2 separate regions of the Xenopus laevis genome follow, and region 1 is linked to region 2. A link is a contact called in public Hi-C data. All regions are on one chromosome and are shown on one strand. The core of a region is the stretch at or near the end of the contact, and the rest is flanking DNA. Distances in the headings are between cores, read along the strand shown. Region 1 holds the start of kics2.L (KICSTOR subunit 2 L homeolog). Region 2 holds the start of hal.1.L (histidine ammonia-lyase, gene 1 L homeolog).

The links. Hi-C and Micro-C count contacts between places; a contact is called where the count stands out from the background.
Region 1: a contact with region 2 is called in a Hi-C map of animal cap, with 7 times the contacts expected there. A contact is called at or near these places in 3 of 4 Hi-C or Micro-C datasets (the XL177 cell line, the XTC cell line and animal cap).

Annotation. Positions count from the first base shown.
Region 1 is chr3L:64,197,004-64,202,203 of Xenopus_laevis_v10.1, reverse strand. kics2.L (KICSTOR subunit 2 L homeolog) reads left to right here and starts at 3,663. Exons shown (of 3, transcript NM_001091566.1): 1 at 3,663-3,991. The coding sequence starts at 3,763. rpl18a.L (60S ribosomal protein L18a) reads left to right here. Exons shown (of 5, transcript XM_018252413.2): 5 at 1-88. The coding sequence ends at 31.
Region 2 is chr3L:64,038,872-64,043,445 of Xenopus_laevis_v10.1, reverse strand. hal.1.L (histidine ammonia-lyase, gene 1 L homeolog) reads left to right here and starts at 2,664. Exons shown (of 20, transcript NM_001093175.1): 1 at 2,664-2,944; 2 at 4,567-4,574. The coding sequence starts at 2,698.

The sequences.
Region 1 (5,200 bases), core at 2,414-4,913, 160 kb before region 2:
CACCACCAAGAGACCAAACACTTTCTTCTAAACAAGGCAAAAGAACTTTCCTTGACCCTTGGTCTAATAAAAATGTTCGAAAAACTTACTTGCATTTCTACCTTTTTCCATGTGCTAGATAATCTCTTCTAAATTAAACAAATTTAAAATTGAGAAAAAAGCCTTTCTTGGCTATTGGCAGCTTATTTCCTTTAAGGGGGAACTGCTTTGTCCATGAAATAAATGTAACCAGCAGAAAATGGATGAAATTATTTTTAACTAAAAACAAACTTTTGATTTGATTCAAAGCAGGGAACAATATGCATGGAGTGTATATTGTTTATTTTACTCTGGGTTCCCCTCATACTCTAAACACAGAGGCAGGTTGTCTGCTAATAAAACTTGATTCTCCCAATATATAAGTGGTTGCTGTAGGAAAAAAAAGCCTGATGCGTTTTGTGTATATTCCTTAATTATAAGCTGAGCACAAAATAAGGTGGGGAAGTGGATGTAAAAGACAAGGAGAAAGTGAAAGAATAGGGCAAAAAGCAACCAGCAGGGAAATTTAGAGTGTAGCATATTGAATGCAGAACAAAAAAGGAAGCAAATTTGTATGTCTGAAAGAAGGGAAGAAAATGAGTAAGGAGATACTGGACATAGGAAGAGAGCAAAAAAGAAAGGTGAGCAAAAAACAAAACTTGCCCCAGTTGGATTCATTGCTCCCAGTGGTATAACTACTATGCATACAGCTGATCCTGCAAGAGGGAAATGGATCATTGCAGGGTCTGCTGTATACTATACTCCTGAAGTTAACCCTTCACTATGGAGGAAGGGAAATCCCCCCCCCCCCGGAGATTTTTTGCAGGGTAGGCCATTCCATCAAGTTGCTCCACTGACCACTGTTTGCCCAATCTATTGATGTGGTATCCAGAGGAAGTTAAGCATTGACAGATTTACGCTGAATTTTAAATGTAAGCTTTGGATTATTACAATTCTTTAGTGTCCTCAGAACTAAACTATTATAAATCCTCCTATTAATAATATGGTAGCACACCCTGTCCTCTCTTATGTTGACGATGGTGTAGTAAACCAAACGGTGGTGTCTGTTTAGTATTATGATGCTGAGGTTATTATGGACAGACTGCTTTAAAATAATTAGATGTGAGGAGTTTCCCAACTAATCTAATTTTCTGAAATGAAAAACAAACATTCAGTCACAATTACTGAATAATATTTAGAATGTAATGTCCCAAGTATCTCTTAACAAGAGCAGACGGTAGTCTATAAATTGTTAAAGGAGTGGTTCACCATTAAGTAAACTTTTAGTATGTTACAGTGGCTAATTCTTAGCAACTTTTCAATTGGCCTTCAGTTTTCTTTGTTATAGTTTTTAAAATTATTTGTCTTCTGACTCTTTCCAGCTTTCAAATGAGGGTCATGGACCCCACCTTGAAAAATATGCTGTGTAAAGCTACAAATGTATTGTTGCTGCTACTTTTTATTCATCTTTCTATTCATGTCCTCTTCAATTCATACTCCAGTCTCATTCACATCAGTGCATAGTTGCTAGGGTAATTTGTGGACCCTAGCAACCAGAGAGCTGCTAAATAACACACATATGAAAATGAAAACCAAACGCAAAGTCAAGCTCTACATCATACTAAAAGTTACTTTAAAGATGAACAACCACTTTAAAAAATATAATAAAATACATTATAATGTGGGAAAGAACCGTACATGTATTTACAATTATTCTGATCAAGGATACTTGCACAATGGTAATGCTTTATAAAGTTTGTGAATGATCCAGAATAGTGCAGTGCCACTATTATGACTTTGTATTGGAATTCAAGGTTAAGGTATAGTTTGAAGTAGTAGTTGGCTTTCCTGTCTTTCAGACTACTGCAGAATCAGGATTGCAGCTCTTGTGTTCACTGGACAAGTTTAATACATTCATTTTTTTTTTCCTTGGTTACGTTTCTAACCTCATCAGTTTCTATTTGCATAGAATGTGCTATTGTTCTGTATCGAGCATTTCACACTTCAAGTCAGCTGTATACACATCAAAGAAGAGTGCAAAATAAACTGTCATGGCTTAAGAGTAAAGTATTTGTGCCCTCTGGTAAAGCCTACTGTTATGAGGTTTAGCTTACACTCAGCAAAGAGCCATAGTGCTAAAGCACTGTCTGGTGTGACAACAATTGGGCATTAGAAAAAATCCAAAGACAATCGTCTTTGGTCCAGACGTCTTACACCTCCAGATAAAGTGCCAACACCTTTATACAGGATAGTATTTGTTATCGATACTAAGCTTTTTCTGTCAGAACTTTATTTTTATTGTGTGTACTTTGGAGACAATATATGACCCGAGTCTCCAGCTGGACCAAATGGTTCATTTTATGCTGTCAACATGCTTCTATTGTGTCCTTTATCTAAATGACAGTTTGCCTTGGACCACAGACCGTTCAACTCCTGCCTCATCTTGTACCATGTTTATGTGATTGAGTCTGGAAAATGAAGTCGCTCTGCTTTTTAGGGAATCTGTGTACTGCCAGTCTGATGTGTGAGGAGACAGATGCTCCCTGCATTACAGTCTATAAGGAAGCAGATGTGGGTCAGGATGGACAGGAGGCATGGTCAATGGTGCAAACAGTCTCTGGAAAAGAAGGGACAGCATTTACTATTGTGGAAGGTGCAATTAAGCTCTACACAGTAAAAGATTCATTTATTGTTTTTTTTTTTCCTATTAAAATTTCAATGGCTGGCTTTTGCTTCCCTAGGTAAAGTGCCCCCTGTCTCATGGCAGAAGTGGCATGTTTAATAAATACAACTATTTGGTGTTAATGCATCTTTTTCTTTTTTATAAAGCCAAATGAATGTGCTCATATAAAAAAAAAAAGGGGGGGGGTATAGTCTTCCTGTAAGTAGGAACTGTACTCCAGGGGCAGCCATTCAAAGGAGAAAAGGCTCAGGTTACACAGCAGATAACAGATAACACCATTATGTTCTACATAACTTATCTGTTATCCATTATTTATCCTGTGCCATATAGCCTTTTTTCAATTTCCACCATTGTTACTCAGCAGCTTGTTTATATCAACTATAGTAGTGTTTCTGAAGCAAGCACATCAGTTTTACCAGTGCAGTATTTTCATTACTTTAAACCACTTTCATTTTTTTGTGTTACTGTTCCTTTAACAGATAGAGATGTCTCTTTTCTACAATACCGACCTCCTTACGTGTTACCTGTCTCATGTTTGCAGGCTGAGGTTGTGAGTAACCTGTAGGATATCAAGCGTATTTGCAGACACAAGCTAGACGTATGTCCGTGGTTCAATCCCAGCCAGTGCACTTTTTCTTTATTCAAAAATTCCATGTTTTGTGTTTGGGAGTGAGGAGATTGTCCCTGTGCTTGCTGGGGAAGAGACTCTTTACCACAGGAAGACATTAGTACACCGGCAGTTCCGAATCAGATTGTAAGCGGCAGCCAGTGGTTAATACAGTACAACGAGGCTCTGGTTGAAGTGAAATGAGTCCTGCGCATGCCCACTAGCAGGTTTCCGGTGCCTCGTGCTAACAGTAAACACGGAGAGCAGCTGTCAGGAAGTCGCTTTGCAGCACCCCGGTGACCGGCCTCCTCTGCCCATAGCCGGGCGCTTCACGGCCTCTCAGAGCTGCATGGTGGTACCCCAGGATCCAGGCGATGCTCCGGCTGCCGCGGCGGGACTCTTGGAGGAGGAGGAAGAGGAGGACGCGGAGCTTTTACTGATGACCAGCTCGGTCATGATCCCTCCGACTTCCGCACAAGTCACCACGGAGCAGAACGTGCTGCAGACTTTCTTCTCCCACCTCGGCAACTTCTCATATGACAAAGCCAAGGACCATGTGGAGAAGGAGAAGGAAGGCAACAAGAGCGCCGGCGCCTCCTGGTCTTTAATGTTGGCCGCCCTGGCTCATTTGGCAGCTGCACAGAAAGCCTATCATAGCATGAGCTTCCTGGGCCAGAAACAGGGTAATTGGCAGCTCTCTTTTAGCCTCCATACCTGCTGCTTTGTCTTACCGTTCATATATACAATAGGATATCAAGCATACAGGCTGCTCCATATAGTCCCACAGTTCCATGGCACTGCCAACACTTCAATGTTCATGTCACATTCAGTAGCTATTTAGAAGGAAAGAAGGAAGCAAGAGCTTTCGTTCTACAGGTTGAACATGAAGATATTGCTTTATACATCAAGGCCTGGGTATTTGCAGCAGCCATTTATTTGATAGATGTGTTCCTAACAACTGGAACTGGCAGGTGCACCTTCACACTAGAGCACAGTAAATACACAACATATAACACAAGGGAAACACAAACCAAGGCATTTTTCAAAAGGCAGTTTTATATTTTTTGGAGCTCTTATAAGAGTAGAAGTGAAAGCGTAGGAATAAAAGCAATTCTGTTCCGTCTCTCAGGAGTATTTGCTTCCTCTAGTGAGAACGTAACAATCTCACTGGGCATTTTAAAGAGGATATTTTATCATTTCAGCTTATTATTTGTTTAAACTGGGGATGCACCGTCCAAATAGGGTCGGATTTACATAGTGGCCACCCCTAGGTCTGCTGCCATTCATCCCCCCACCCCTCCCTTTTATTCAGGCAAATTTTCACCGGGACCGAAGCAATGGGGATTGGTGCACAGGAAGATTATAAAACACTATTGTATCTCCTGCGCTTCCCCAGTGTTTCTGAACCAATGTGGGTGTGGTTGGGTAGCATGCCGCCCCCCTAATATCCTGCCGCCCTAGGCCCAGGTCTTGGTAGCCTCTCCACAAATCCAGGCCTGTGCCTAGGCCAAATACGAACCCTAATTTGCATATGTAAATGAGGGAACGCGAACCGCGTGGGTAAAAAATTTTGACATCCTTCCTCGCATAATCTTTAGGATTCGGTTCAGCCAGGTACTTGGATTGAGCTGAATTTGAAATCCTGCTGAAAAATGTAAAATCCTCAATTCAGTGCATCCCTAGTTTATAGGAGAAGGAAAGTCGTTAACCACTTAGCCACCAAATGTCAGGTACCCCCAAGTGAATGTATTTACTTACCTAAAACCACAGGCCAGTGCTCCTATCAGCAGAAAACTGCACTGGGCTGGAGTTATACCAACAAGCACCACAGAGCGCTTCTCTTCTGGCTTCTCGTGGCTGTGCATTAGAGTGACAAGCTAAACTTTAACAAA
Region 2 (4,574 bases), core at 1,415-3,914:
GGCCTGCCTATTAAAAAATTGAAAGCCCCAGAGACTAATATACTAGCGGCACATATATTGACGGCAGGGAAAACTCTATTTGCTGCTAAATGTTAGAGTACTTCCCTACCGAACAAACAGGTCCTCATGGATCAGAACAATGGAAACTATAAGGGCACACCTACAGGGCAAAGGATAGGATAACAAACTGCTATGGTTCCCCTGGGTGGAATTTGAGAAAGCTCACCTAGAGTCAAACTGATTTATGGGATTCACTCCTCTGTAATTACCCCATGACCTTTCCCTACCCGCCTTTCCCGTCTTCCCCATCAGTTGGGCAGTGCATACCTCACAAAAAAATAAAAGGGGGATCCTATGACACACACTGACAATAAAGAATGCTACATGACAAGATATTGGATACAAAACATGTTGTGACTATGTACCTGACTGATAATGTTAACAGACCTGAACTACTCGTTGCAAAGAAAAAAAAAGCTACAATAAACATTTAATGATAAAAATAAATACAATTGTGTTCTCTGCACTAGTAATGTGACCCTTCCTTGCCCCTGTAGGAGCATGAAAAAGAAAAGCGTGAGGGAGGGCAGCAAAGGAAAGGCTGTCTCAGAGCAGCATGGCAGTTAATTTAATAATAAATGTGCATTGTTTTCAAGCAAATACAATCATTTTCTATGTTGATGACAGCATTCCTTTAAGTGGTACCTAATCTTTGTCTTACAAGATCAAATAATGCACTAAGTACCTGTACAATTCATTGTGTATTGCTTCCTTTTTCATCTTGACACTGAACCAAGTTGCCTTTTTAAAAATTGAATTAACTGGCGTGCCAGCACATTTGAATAAAAATGTGCCTGTTAATGACCAGAAAGTCCTTACAGACAAGCTAGCCTGGCTCAATGTGTATAACTGCCTAAATAATTAACACTTCATTCTCTGCACAACTAAACTTTTTATTTGATCATAAATAAATACAAAATTCATTATCTAAATAAGTTTACAAATGCATCATAATGTGAAAATTCTAAATCAAGAAATCAATGCATAAATTCATCATACTGAGAAAATTCCTGCATCTATGTTAAAGTGGTGGTTCACCTTTAAGGTAACTTTTATTATGTTATAGAACGGCCAATTCTAAGCAACTTTTCAATTGGTCTTCATTATTTATATTTTATAGTTTTATAGTAATTTGCCTTTTTCTTCTGACTCTTTGCAGCTTTCAAATGGGCGTCGCTGACTCCCTTCTAAAAAGCAAATGCTCTGTAAGGCTACAAATGTATTGTTATTGTTACTTTTTATTACTGATCCTTCTATTCAGGCCTCTCCTATTCATATTCCAGTCTCTAATTCAAATCAATGCATGGTTTTTAGGGTAATTTGGACCCTAGTAACCAGATTGCTTAAAATGCAAATGGAAGAGCCGCTGAATAAAAAGCTCAATAACTCAAAAACCTTCAATAATAAAAAAGGAAAACCAATTGCAAATTGTCTCAGAATATCACTCTCTACATCATACTAAAAGTTATCTTGAAGGTGCACAACCCCTTTAAGATTGTGATGCACACCATACCTCAAACCAAATAAATACAGTATTAAATTCAGTCCAGACAAGTACAGGACACAGAAAATTCAGAAAGTCAAAGATTTTCTGGATTATGTCTAGATGTACAAGATCTAAACAAAAACCTTTGCTCCACAATCCATTATGGTCAAACACTTATACTGTATGTTGCTTAAAGTTTTTTAGGAGCTCTGTCCCACATTTAATGCTATAGAAATTTATGAATTTCAATATTTATTACATTCAAGTTCCTGCATGTATGCCTTGGTTTTACCTACAGGCAAGCTTAACGGGCACCTGGTCACATATGCTTCTTCTAACAGTATGAAGGGCACGTTAATATCACAAAGATTTTTTAAATTGTTTATTAAATTGTCTTATTCACCTTGCTATAAAGTACTTCTAAAAGGAAGAGTTGTGTCAGCTTTACCCTGCTGTCTAGTAACATTTCTTGGTTTTCAAATATTTTTTAAATACACCTTTTTTCCTAACTTTATTAGTGTCCTTTTGATCACCCACTATTGATAATTGTACAACTTCTTTATAAATGCATATCATCATCTTTGGCCAATGTTGTACAGCATTTAAATGGACTGGTGCCTAATAGCGAAATGAGTTGTGATGCCCTGGGAGCTACCTTCTGGCATATCACTGCTGCATCCCAAGTCTCACAGAAGCAGGCAACACCATATAGGAAATTAGCACAAGTGCCTGTGGGCCAAATCATAAACACACAAATCCTCTAAAACCATAAACATTTTTTACAATCCCTAGTAAAATTCAATTCTTGTATTCCCTCTATAACCCCAGGGCCATGTCATCTATATGACCTTTGAAACCAGATGAGCTAGTATGCATCCAAGCTTATTTGTAACTGGGGCTGTTTTCTAAAACAGTAGGAATCATATGAAAGGGGACATGCTTTGCTCCAAAACATTCCATTTTTATTCAAATAAGGTGGGACTCTTTTATTCAAATAAGGTGGGACTACGTGTTATATTAGGGCGTATCTACAGTTCTAACTGAGCTTTACCATCCCACCTTTCCAGACTACTTAAGACTGATTTGTAAACCAGTTTATTACTTAGCACACAATCTTGTGATCAAGTGTAGAGGTATTATTTACAGGGACAATGCCAAGATACACTGTGCAGGTGCGAGGAGAGTGGTTAACTGTTCCATGTAAAGATGCTTGTGAAACCATTAAATGGCTTGGTAAAGAAGCACTAAGACGCTACATTAAGAATAAGCCTAATAATGAATTACTTGGTTGTGTTGAGGATGTAAAGTTCTATGTTCGGAGATGTAAAGGCCTGGGCTTGCTCGACCTTGATGATGCAATCGAAGATGTCTTGGAGAATGATGAATTTCTTGAAGTTGGTAAGTAAATCAATTGTAAAAAATATGATGCTATTAAAAACTTATAAAACAGACTGAGCAGAATAGCCTGTACCTAAGTATTTGACATGTTCTACTGGACTAATTCTGCACAAATCAAGTAAAATGAAAAACTATGGTTGAGTGTAGCTTTATTGTGGCATAGAATGTAGCTTATGGTTTCCAATAATAAAGCTTCTGCAGAACAGCAGGTTGGAAATATCTCAGATATCCGTTCAACCATTGTTATAAAAAATCTAAAAATAGCAAATGGATTTCAAATACCTACAATTTTCCAAAAAGGCATGATACGTTTAAGCAAATATTATTTAATATTACAGTTTTTTTACCAATCAAATGTTAATTTAAAGGGCTTGTTCACTTTTGAGTTAACTTTTAGTATGAAGTAGAGAGTGATATTCTGACACAGTTTACAACTGGTTTCCATTTTTTATTATTTGTGGGTTTTGAGTTATTCAGCTTTTTATTCAGCAGCTTTCCAGTTATCATTTTTTCTAGGGTCCAAATTACCCTAGCAAGCATGCACTGATGTAAATAAGAGACTGGAATATAAATAGGAGAGGCCCGAATAGAAAACTGAGTAATAAATAAATAGCAATATCAATATATTTGTAGCCTTACAGAGCATTTGTTTTTCGATGGAGTTACTGACGCCCATTTAAAAGTTAGAAAGAATCAGCAGAAGAAGGCAAAACATTTAAAAACTAAAATGAATAAATAATTATTACTTGAAAAGTTGCTTAAAATTGGTTAATCTAATTAACAGTTAACTTAAGGGGCAAACCACCCCTTTCAATATAAATTGTTGTAACATAACCCTTAATAGTTGTATTGTATGTAGCACTGCAAATGTGGTGCAAAACCTTGGCTTTTGTCATACTGTAGTATTAAGTGCCAACATTCTGCATTTGCTCCTTTGTACTCTTAGCCACACTATTCCAGTAGAACTGTGTTTTTTTAGATGTCGGGGTTTCAATCTTCTCTTTCTGATCAATCCTTTGGTTAGGACCCACTTACATAATTAACAACTTTAGAGTTATATGAAAATATTAGGTGGGGGTCCTGTTTTTTTTGCACTTTGCACCATTTCCTATGGGTTGCCTAGAAAGGCCTGGAAAGAGCTGCGATTCCTCTATATCCAATGCTGCCTGTCTTTGGCAGTACTTTCTTTATGAGGGGAAGTCGGTGGAAGGCAGGTTTCCTTTGGAATGCCTCCTAGCATCATTCAGATAAGTAAGTTAGAGTGTGCCAAAAAGTCATAAAGTGAAGGAGAACCCTGTATAGAGCTTTTTATAAGCGGTTACTTGAAGGCTGCCTACATCAAAAAAGCATTCTCCAAATTCAACTTTAATTACCATTCAGGATAAACATTGCCCCTTAGGAAACAAACAACACAATCTTGGGACCTTAGTAATAAAGTATGAAAGCAAGCAGCTGTTAGCAGTTCTAGCTGGTCTAAATTTTATAGTTCCCCTCATATAAAAGAGAGAAAACAATTCCTCTTAGCAAGTAGAGTCACTGAAAAGGTAAAAATGTGTTTATTCCATGTTATAGGTTTAACGATGATTAAAACATCAAGCATAACAAGTGTTTGTTTCCTTCAGTTGTGGAA